Regions from separate parts of the Mus musculus genome. Here region 2 is linked to region 1. The links are chromatin contacts, called in public Micro-C maps. All regions are on one chromosome and are shown on one strand. The core of a region is the stretch at or near the end of the contact, and the rest is flanking DNA. Distances in the headings are between cores, read along the strand shown. Region 1 has its middle 38 kb from the start of Gm39319. Region 2 holds the start of Jhy (junctional cadherin complex regulator).

Region 1 (5,363 bases), core at 1,350-3,849:
TGTCAGCTGGATGGATGCTGGATGGAGGAGCTGTGTTACTGTTGATGCAGTGGTTTACTGCAGAGCTGTGCAGGACACAGCATCAGGTTTGTGGTTAAGCAAAATTCACACAAAGACTTGGAGCTTGAGCATCCAGTGTGCCTGCCTTTGAGCTAGGAAGATGAGCCTGGTAGCAGTGTGTCGTTGGATAAGTTGGAGTTGGGGGTACGGCACATTCATGGGGAGAGTTGGAGTTAAATGACAGAATTGGGGACACAACACAGGTTGGAAGAGTCCTGTGAGAGGGCCTAGGGAGCAGGAAGTAGTTCTTCCACCTCCTAGCTGGGCTATGGCTGCGTAGTGACTAGTGTATCTGTCTTGCTTTCCAGATTAAGTTCCTCCCTCCCTTTCCTCCCTTCTCTCCTTTGACAGGGTTTTCCTATGTAGCCCAGCTGAGACTCTAACTTATTATCCTTCTGTCTCCTCCTTCCAAATGATGAGACTGCAGGTATGTCGCAAGGCTTAAATTATAAGTCTCTTAAAGGTAATGCCTGAATTGTATAGAGACATGTCTGTACATCGAATTAAACCATGTGTAGCATAGAACATTGGAATCTGACTTTTTTTTTCTTGTTGACTCTGGCTAATAAGAAAGGTCTGTTTATTCCCCAAGACAAGACTGCTATACATCTATTTTGTATATTGAGATTATTTTACATCTCCTGGTAATGTCCTACTTTTTATAGAATCCTCTCCTACCCACACACACCAACCGCAAACCACAGAACCCAAATGTCCACTGTCTGACTAATAAAAAGGTAACACTTTTATTTGGAGACAGAAACCTAAATGCTGTGAAATAATTTAACCAGTTCCTCAGGCCTTTTTAACATCTATTTTTCTACTTTTTAGATTCATCATTTAAAGGAGATAGAGCTTGGGGAATTCTGAGCTGTTTGTTGAAAGCTTAACACCCCCCCCCCCCCGCCCCAAACCCCAAACCACCTGCCTTTGCCATGAATACGCCTCTTTTTCGAATACAAAAATAGAAAGGACATTCTGGTCTAAATAATGCATACTGTTCTATTCTGTGAGGCAGGTCAGAACTTGAGCAGCTACTTCATCCCAAATGCCTGCTGGGCTCTGCTTGACGCAGAGGTCTCTTCAGGAGCTGCGCATTGCCCGGGACACCAGGGCAGCCTCCCGTGCGCCTCCGATCCCGATTGTGATTACCAAGCTTTCCCACAATGCTTGCCCTTTTGCTTCTTGTTGTAAAAGAGGCGCTTACGTTTGCACTTTCTCCCTCTTTATTTCAGTTGACCAGCTCCTTCACCCTGGAGCTAGAATGTCCAGCAGGAACTTTGCCACCAAGATCAAATCCAGGCGCCAAGATTCGCCAGCTCAGATAGCCTCTTGGCGCCCTTGCTTTCCTAGTGAGAAATGGAAGTGAGGATGCTTACCTCCCAGGAAGTAAGGATGTCAGGAATCCGGATACCAGGAATTATCCCTAGGAAGTGCTCTGTTTACCAACTCAGGGCAGGTTTCTTCCTTCCTTCCTTCCTTCCTTCCTTCCTTCCTTCCTTCCTTCCTTCCTTCCTTCCTTCCTTCCTTCCTTCCTTCCTTCCTTCCTTCCTTCCTTCCCTCCCTCCCTCCCTCCCTCCCTCCCTCCCTCCCTCCCTCCCTCCCTCTCTCTCTTTCTTCCTTTTTTTTTTTTTTTTTTTTCGAGGCAGGGTTTCTCTGTGTAGCCCTGGCTGTCCTGGAACTCACACTGTAGACCAGGCTGGCCTCAAACTCAGAAATCCGTCTGCCTCTGCCTCCCGAGTGCTGGGATTAAAGGAGCGCCACCACGCCCAGGACCTTTATTTCTGAATACGCCAGAGCTAAGGAGTAGATGCACGAGCCCTATACCATTGTCAACGTAACCCTACTGTCCAACAAACAGCATCAACACCTCCCGGAACACATTAGAAGTGCCACATATCAGGCTGGGCCCCAACCCTGCTACTGTAGACACTCTGTGGATGGGACACAAGCCCCGCCCCCTGTTGGTCGTGCCCCTTTCTCCACTTAGTTCCCTTTGGGGTCAGTTCCCCAACTGTATTCATATGAAAGCACAGCGTGGATCTCCGTGCAGGTGCCGGTTATAACCAGGAAAAAAAGGTGTGCGTGCCCACACATGTTTTACTGGTGTTGTCGTGATAATCCTTATTTCAGAAGCCTCTGGGTCTGGCCATGTCATTTATTCGCTCTCCCAGTTGAGCTGGCGATTTGGGAGATGGGCTTTAGGAGTTGGTAGGGACTCCTTCCTACGATTTGCTCATACCTGAGAATTGAAAATGTCCTGACTCGCAGCCTTAGAAATAACAAGCCTAGAGTCCTTCCCTGGAGGGACCTTGCCCTGGGGGTAGGGCTTTTCTGCCTTTAGGGGTGAGTTGGAAAGGCTGAGCTGGTAGTATGTCCACAGGCCTGTGAGTCAGAGGATTTTCTTGTTTATAGCAATCTTACCACCCTCTTTATTTTTGTTTGGTTAGTTATTTGCTAAGGGGCGGGACTTCCAGTAGCCCAGGCTGACCTTGGATCCTGACCTCTGCCAAGCAGCTTGCCTTCAGCTCCTAGGGCTGGGGATTGGTTAGACATCGCCCTCTTGTGGATAGCTAGTTTCACTGGCTCCAGATGGCACAGCGGCCTGCTACCGGCTTAGCACAAAAGTCCTTGGGTTGCTGACAAAATGGCTACAGGTTGCTTCTCTGGTTTTCTCCTTTCCTTGGCCCTCTCTTGCCAAGTGATTCTTCATGAACCCCGTGCTAATTTGGGGGCGACACAAGCATTTTACAAGCATTCCTCACTTGTAGCGAAGTGAACCAGGGGTGTATAGCATTTAATACAACAGTAGTATTCTGCTAATACTACTGCTAATACAAGGCAAGTCTCACCATTACGTTGTTCAAGATTATTCAGGTTAATTTTAGAAAAACATACAAATGACACCTGTCATTCACCAAGTAAATAATTTGCTCTTTATATGTCATTTTGTGGACCATTTCCCTGGGCGTTTCTACTTTGGTACTTTTTCCTATTTTTGCTTGAATTCTGCGTACATAGCTTAAGATCAAGATCCGGACAGAGCCAGGGCATGATGGTGCACATCTTGAATTCTGGCACTTGAGAGTAAGAGGCCAAGGCAGGTGAACCCCTATGAGTTCAAGGCCAGCCTGGTCTACAGAGTGAGTTCCAGTCCAGCCAGGGCTACATTGTGAGACCCTGTCTCAAAAGAATAAGAAGGAGGAGGAGGACAATAAGAAGAGGAAAGCGGGGCTGGAGAGATGGCTCAGCGGTTGAGAACACTCACTGGCTGCTCTTCCAGAGGTCCTGAGTACCATTCCTAGCAACCACAGGGTGGCTCACAACCATCTGAAATGGGATCTGATGTGTCTGAAGACAGGAGCAGTGTAGCGTAGTCATATACATACAATAAATAAATACATTTTAAAAAAGAAGAGGCAAGTGAGGGATGGGGGCTTGAGGGAGGGAAACAGTGTCAGCCCCCGCAATGCTGCAGACCTAGTCCTGGACTTGATGCCTCGAGGCATGTCGTCGTCCTTGGTAACGTGAGCCATCCATCCCCTTCATAGCTCAGCTAGGTCATTTAAATGCCGCTAACCCATGCTCCCCCTCCCCCATCCTTCCTTTTGCTTCTTTACCTTTAAGTTACACCTGCTCTTCTAATGCTCTTTCCTTTTGCTTTTAACATCCTTCTTCATTTTCCATGGAAGGAAAAGAAAGAGAAGAAAAAGAAACCCCAGTGCCTATTATTGTCTGAGCTAAGAATATGTTTTCTTGGTTCTTGGCTAGGAGTCTATAGCTCAGTGCTTTAGGGTGATATTTTACTCGACGATCAATAAAGCTTTTCCATTTCAGAATTATTAACCCTGGGTCTGCCATCGAAGTTAAAATATTTTTTCTATTCATTCCACATCCGATTCACATCTTTGTTCATCCGTTCGAGAGAGGGACAGCATTAATCACTTCAACGATATCCACAAAGGATATTTCTGTTCTTGGCTCTGGGGGGTTCGAGCCGTATTTGTAGACAGAAGGGGCTTAAGTGGGGACTGAAGGGAAATGCAAACACGATTCGCTTTAGATTTTCTGGTGAGCGTTGAGACAGGGCAGCAAGGATAGGGAGGTGGATAGCTCCATTAACTCTGTAGGGGAAGCTGCTTGGAATAGCTGCCTGTTTGCATGGGAGCTAAATAATGAGAAGGAACCAGCAGTGTGGCACCTCGGGGCAGAGCCTCTGGGCAGCAGGGTTAGCAAGGATACAAGTCCCCTGGTGAGACTCAACCTCTGCAGGAGCTGCGTATGGACAGCTGAGGCCACAGCAAGAGGAACAGAGGGAGGTAGGCTTAGAGAGTCAGGGGCTGGCAAATTCATTTCCTCGGCTTCCCTCTCTCTTTCCTCTCTCCGTTGTGGGGCTGAGGATCCATTAGGAAAGCATCTACCAAGGAGCTACATCCCTGGCTTCAGTCCTCACCCTAGCTGTGAGTAGAGGGACTCTACTCTTCTAACAAGATCTCACATAATTCAAAGGTCATGCTGGCTGCTGGATTGTAAGGAAACAGAGAAGGCAGCACCACAGTCAAGAATGAGGACTTTATTCATTTATTTATTTATCTATTTATTTATTGGATTCCCCTGGAACAGGTGCTATAGACAGCTGTGAGCTGCCATGTAGGTGTTGGAAATTGAACCCAGATCCTCTGGAAGAGCAGCCATTTTTCTTAACTGCTGAGCCATCTCTTCATCTGAGCTCCGGCTGCAGAACCATCTTGTTTGAAGCAGTCTTGCTATGTAGTCTAGGCTGGCTTTGAACTCAGTGATCTTACTGCCGCAACTTCCTCAGTGCCAGCATGTCAGCAATGCACTAAAGAAGATTTTGTGGCAATGCAGGTAACACGGGGAGGGGAACCCTGTTCCTCAGCTTTTCAACAGTGCTGGGGTGCAGCGCGGGCTGAGACGATTTTAGGAAGAGGAAAGATTTGATTTTTGGCATGCACAGCTTCCGTGGTTTCAGTCCATGGTCATCTGACCTTGTTACTTTGGGTTTGTGGTGACAGTAATGTACCACGCACATTGTGGTGGAACACACAGTAGGCGAGTAAGCAGAGAGGGACAGGAAAAGGCTGGTATCCCAACAGCCCCTTCAGAATCACAGGTTACCCATTAGGCCCCATCTCCATCACCCATTCGTGTCACCCCAGAGGCCATTTCAATATGACTGGTATTCTTATAAGACAATCAGGACATAGACACATGGGGAGAATGCTTCGAGAAGACAGGATGCTTAAGGACTGCCAAACAGTGCTGGCTACCACCCAAAGCTA
Region 2 (5,423 bases), core at 64-2,563, 330 kb before region 1:
CTCCCTTCCATTCACTAACTGGCTCCTTTCTCCTACCCCAGCAGCATCACCGATGCTGGGCTCTCTCCCTGTTTTTCCTCCTCCGCAGAGTTGGGTTGGCTAGACCTGAGCATCCCGAGCCGAGCCGGGGTCTCCCGCGCCGCCGCTGAGCTGAGGAGCGCTGGGCCCGCGGCCCCGAGCGAGCGAGCGGTGTTGGCCACCGTCTCCAGGCAGCGGCGGGCGGGGCGGGAGCCGCCGGGGGAGCCGGGGCTGCGGAGGTTGCGGGGCCAGGGGCGCGGCTGCCCAGCGGTGCCGGCAGGTGACGGGCGGTTCCCGGCGGGTGGGAAGGGGCCGCGCGGGCGGGCTGTACGGAGAACTCAGGGGTGGGCGCGAGGGAGCCGGCACAGTCTGTGGTCTGGGAGGAAGGACCGCGCCCAGACAGGGCTGCGACCCCCCAGGCTGAGCAGCCCTGTCCCCAGCCCCTTGTCCCGGTCTCCAACCCACCACCTGTGGACCTTCAAACGCCCCCTGCAGCTTTCCTGACCCTTAGAAAGAGACAACGGGCGAAAACCCTGCGATCCCCATGGGGCAGCACCCCACCTGTTCCAAAAAGGGCAACTTTGGATCCACTGTTCATCCTAAATGGGCCTCCTTGTTCCCTGCCCTAGAGGATTTGACCCCAACCAGTGGCAGAGACAGAAGACCTTAGCAGGATCCAGAATTGGTGGTTTCTTAGTCCCTAGAGGACTTGCCCCATGCCTTCCTTGTTTACTAAGAAGTGGATTGGTCAGGAATCGCTAAGGCCCAACCGTTGCTTTCTTTCTTTCTTTTTTTTTTTTTTTTTTTTTTTTTTTCTTTTGGTACGGAGCATCACTAGCGAGTTAGTTACTCGTGAAATATAGCCCACTTAACTAAATTTATTCGAGTGATCAGCTCTTTTTCTATAACTCTCTTCCTCCCCCTAACCCCCTTAAGGTCAGGCCGCCACAGAAAACCCAATTTGGGGGAATATTTCGCTCTGTTCTTTCACATTCTTCACAAATTCTTCTACTCTCTCAACAACAACTACATTATTATCACTACTTTATTACTACGAAGAAATCCTGGGTTCTCATTTAAGAAAAGACAAAATGAATGATTTTAATTATTGATGAAAAACAGTTCTAAATGAACTGAGATTCCCTCCCCAACATCACCCCCTACCCCATCCCTACCTCCCCCACCCCCGCTTTGCTGGAGTTGTAGATTAAACCCCATTCATCATAAATGTGCTAGCAGTGAGCTACATCACATTCCCTGTTTTTTCAGGGTTTTTTTTTTTCAGCTTATTTTTCAAGACTCCAAGTACAGTGAGCTTTTAAATAACAAAGCTGGTGTTTATAGAGATTTAGATTTAAAATGTTTTCATGCTTGCTGCTCTCTAAAAATCATCCTGCAAAAGGAAATTGGTATTAAAATGTGGCAGAGCACAATGTGTATACTAAAGCAGAGACTGATTGCAGGCAAACTAACTGAAAATTAGGCAATGATATATTGGTCTACTAAGGGAGCTTGGAGTTCAGCAGAGACTGGCTCATGTTTGTTTAAGTATGAGCGCTACCTTTTGTCTGTCATGTTTGTAAAGGTGCTTTCATCCAAGGAGCAGACTGTGTCCTTGGAAACCCTAGCAACAAGGTCAATATAATAATAATTCAAGGAACAGGAATCAGGTCAAGGTATTTTTAATTAAAAACTGGATTTGTCAAAAGAACATGAGCCAGCCAGTCAAAACAAATTTGAGCGTAGCCTCCAGTGGTAAAGCTCTCTCTCTCACACACACACACATACACACACACACACACACACTACTGCATAAAGGCAGTGACACACACACACACACACACACACACACACACACACACACACACTACAGCATAAAGGCAGTGAGAGAGAAAATAAACCAAAAGAGAAACCCTGGGTAGCAGTGGAAGGCAATCACCTTCCAGTCCTGTGCTGATTCAGAGCACTTGTTCTGTAAACCATCTCATGGGTCACTAGAGGAGCCTTTGGCGACCCTGAGAGTTCCCTTGGAATCACACTCCTACATACTTAACAAGGGACACCTCGACTCCTAGCTGAAATGCAGACCAGCCTCCCCTACTCAAGAGTAGCACCTATTCCAGGTAGGTGACAGCCAGCCTCTGCTTTGAGTCGCTCTGAGACAGGATTCACAGACCTTTTGTTAAACAGTTTCAGTTGTTTGTTTGTTTGTTTGTTTGTTTGTTTGTTTGTTTTAGATAGGGTCTCATGCAGCCCAAACTGGCCTCCCTCCAATGCCTGGTCTTCCTCCTTCCCCCTCTGAAGTGCTTAGCTTACCAGCATTCACCAACCTTGTTTCCTGAACATTTTAAACCGTTATTGTCACATGGTTGTCGTTTAACCCTGAGCTGAGGTTGATCTCCATATAATGGCCACCTGGTTGTACACTCCTCTCTAGCAGCATCCTGGATAGCAAAAGCCTTTTCTAAATGCTGGAGCCTGCTTATATCCGTCTGGGAAAGAAACAGTCTGTATATTACAGTGACGGTGGGGAAGCCATGCTTTTCTCTCCTTTACTTTGTAAATGGTAAGCCATGAACCTGTCTGAGTGCATCTGTGGCTGCTGCTGAACAAGATGTGTACACACACACACACACACACACACACACACACACACACACACACACTTGCCCTGAGCATTTGAAATAAAGCCACCAAAAAGCACTGCTCACAATTAACTGTTTGGCTTTGTTCCGGCTTGTTTGTAAGAAGCCCTTAGAAGCTGGAAAGAGAATCGGCTTTCAAGCAGCCATTTGATTTCCTCAATAAAACCTCATTCGATTGCTCAGGCTGCTTATGAGCCCTAAATCAGATGTGTTTCTACAGAGAGAAAAACAATCATTTTTCCAATAGGCCTTCCTTGCTCATACACTCAAAAGGGTGCATTCAAAAGCCTGCAGATAATATAACAAGGTTCTCTTGCTCATTGACATTTTTGATAAACATCGCCATTATGATTTCAGTAGCAGCAGAGTAACATAAATTTTTTAAGCAATGCTTTGGAGAGCCACAATTATAAATATCAGCTAACTGCTTCTATTAACAAGAGTGTTCCTGTTCATGTTTCTATTTTTCAGGATGAATAAATATAAACCCGTTCCCAAGCTCTCTAGCCAGTCTCCCGTCCATCACACCAACTTGAGGATCCCGCCTTCGGGCAGACCCTTTAAGAAAGAAGACTTCTTAAACCTGATTTCAAAAGACTCCTTAGAATCGGATTCAGAAAGCCTCCCTCAAGAGGCTAAGTCCTGGTCTGATATTAAGGACCAAATCCAGGACAAAGATATGGAGCCTGACAGCTTGGAGGAGGACAGCCCAAGTGAGACAGAAGAGGCAGTGAACAGAAAAGCAGCCCACAACACTAACAGGGAAGACCTAAGTGCTCATGATGCTGGTGTGAATCACAGGTAAGGAGCTGGCTTGTGAAATAATCCCTGGTACCTTGCTAGGTGAGAAAGGATGGATGTCTTAATGATCACTGTGCAAAAGCAGGTCTCCCAGCAACCAAGGGCAGTGTGGCTCCCCAATTTCAGCATATTTTTCTCTCTTTCTCCTCTTCTTTAATTTACCAATACAGTCATTATTGACTGGGTGTAGGAGCGTCAAGAACATGCCTTAAGTACCAGGAGACACTTTGGTAGGTCATCAGGTATAACCACTTGTCTTAGTCTTCTTGTTGCTGTGACAACAAGACAGAGGTGGGGGCAATGAATTTATTCCCGTGGTTCTGAGGGTACAGTCTGCCATGGTGCAGAAGACATGGAAGCTGAAGAGACTTGGTCTGTGATGGAGGAAGCTGCAGCTGCAGCTTCATGCATAGCACACACAGGAAGCCAAGTCCAATGGACCCTGAAGTGGTCCGGCTTGCAAAGACCTGCTGCTTCTCCTCACTAGACCACATTTGCAAGGGCTCCCAAAATAGAACCACAAGCCTATAGGGGGCACATTTCACATCTTAAAGAACTTGTCCAGGGAGTCATAGTGAGGTCTCTAAGAGTAAAAATTAACACCCAGTCCTCCTTCCTCTCCTTCATTTCACTGGCGATACCAAGGTAAAAGAAACGTGTCTGCATGTTAGGGAGTCTCAGAACTTCAGTAGAAATGATAAACACTGACCATCCAGAGACTGCCCCACTTGGGGATTCATCCCATAAACAACCACTAAACCCAGGCACTATGGCAGATGCCAACAAGAGCCTGCTGACAGGGGCCTGATATAGCTGTCTCCTGAGAGGCTCTGCCAAGTGCCTGGCAAACACAGAAGTGGATGCTCACAATCATCTATTGGACAGAGCACAAGGTCCCCAATGAAGGAGCTAGAGAAAGTACCCAAGGAGCTGAAGGGGTCTGAAGCCCCATAGGAGGAACATCAATATGAACTAACCAGTACTCCCAGAGCTCCTTGGAACTAAACCACCAATCAAAGAAAGCACATGGTGGGACTTGTGGCTCTAGCTGTATATGTAGATAAGGGTGGCCTAGTTGGTCATCAATGGGAGGAGAGGCCCTAGGTCCTGTGAAGGTTCTATGCCCCAGTATAAGGGAATGCCAGGACTGGGAATGGGAGTGGGTGGGTTGGGGAGCAGGAGGATGGGGGACGGGATAGGGGATTTTCGGAGGGGAAGCTAGGAAAGGGGATAACATTTGAAATGTAAATAAAGAAAATACCTAATTAAAAAAAAGCAGAGAGAAATGAACACATAAATGCTCACAAAATAAAAAAGAGAGAAAGAAAAGAAAAGATGATAAATGCTGTCATTGGAAGGCTGAAGGCAGAGGAGAATTTAGGATGGCTTTAGCTGAACAGACTGGTTGAGCCAACTGGGAGAGGGCAGAGGGGACAGCGTGACAAAGCAAAGCTTCTGGAAGCTGTGCCCTTGAGTTAGAGAATAAGTACTACCAAATAAGTACTATGGACAAAGGAACAGCAATGATGACTACAACAGAATCAATACTGTGGACATTTTTAAAGGCCCCTTTCTTTTTTTCCTTTTCTCACTTCTTCATTGTAATTCTATAGGGACAGGTTGTGGTTCCTACATTAAAGTTGGTAGAAACGAGGCTAACAGAGAAGAGATCATTTGTCAAAGGTCATAGTGGTTTGAAGGCATGTTTTTCTTTTGCTATTAATGTCATATTTTATTGTTTTTGTTACTATGGATCAAACTCAGAGCCTTGGGCACACTAGACAAGCACTCTGCCATTGAGCCAGATACACACCTAAATGCTTTTTAATTTTGAAAAAAATAGTCTATCCTATTAAAAATTAGAAGGGAATAATGACACAAATCATATTTATATTGGGTTATTTTAAAGTCACAATCATAAATATCATCTAACCATTTCCTTGTTGGGGCTAGAGGGAT

The links. A called contact is a pair of places that touch in the nucleus more often than the background predicts.
Region 2: a Micro-C map of embryonic stem cells shows a contact between it and region 1, with 1.9 times the contacts expected there. The contact joins the promoter of Jhy here to the enhancer-like site in region 1. A contact is called at or near these places in 14 of 39 promoter capture datasets (the 3T3-L1 cell line, 3T3-L1-derived adipocytes, the C10 cell line and 9 more), 7 of 484 Hi-C or Micro-C datasets (cerebellar granule neurons, cerebellum, cerebral cortex and 4 more), 2 of 115 datasets of contacts at active chromatin or transcription factors (embryonic midbrain and neural tube) and 1 of 9 other capture datasets (liver).

The regions. Positions count from the first base shown.
Region 1 is chr9:40,625,552-40,630,914 of GRCm38.p6, reverse strand. No RefSeq gene overlaps it. Among named protein-coding and RNA genes, the nearest start is that of Gm39319, 38 kb to the left of the region's middle. Within about 2 kb of position 2,599, at least 23 of the 459 cell types and tissues checked have an H3K27ac peak or open chromatin away from gene starts, as enhancers often do. A contact at or near this core is called in cerebral cortex, embryonic stem cells and trophoblast stem cells, where this site is marked.
Region 2 is chr9:40,958,924-40,964,346 of GRCm38.p6, reverse strand. Jhy (junctional cadherin complex regulator) reads left to right here and starts at 1,313. Exons shown (of 9, transcript NM_001357360.1): 1 at 1,313-2,141; 2 at 3,135-3,464. The coding sequence starts at 3,136.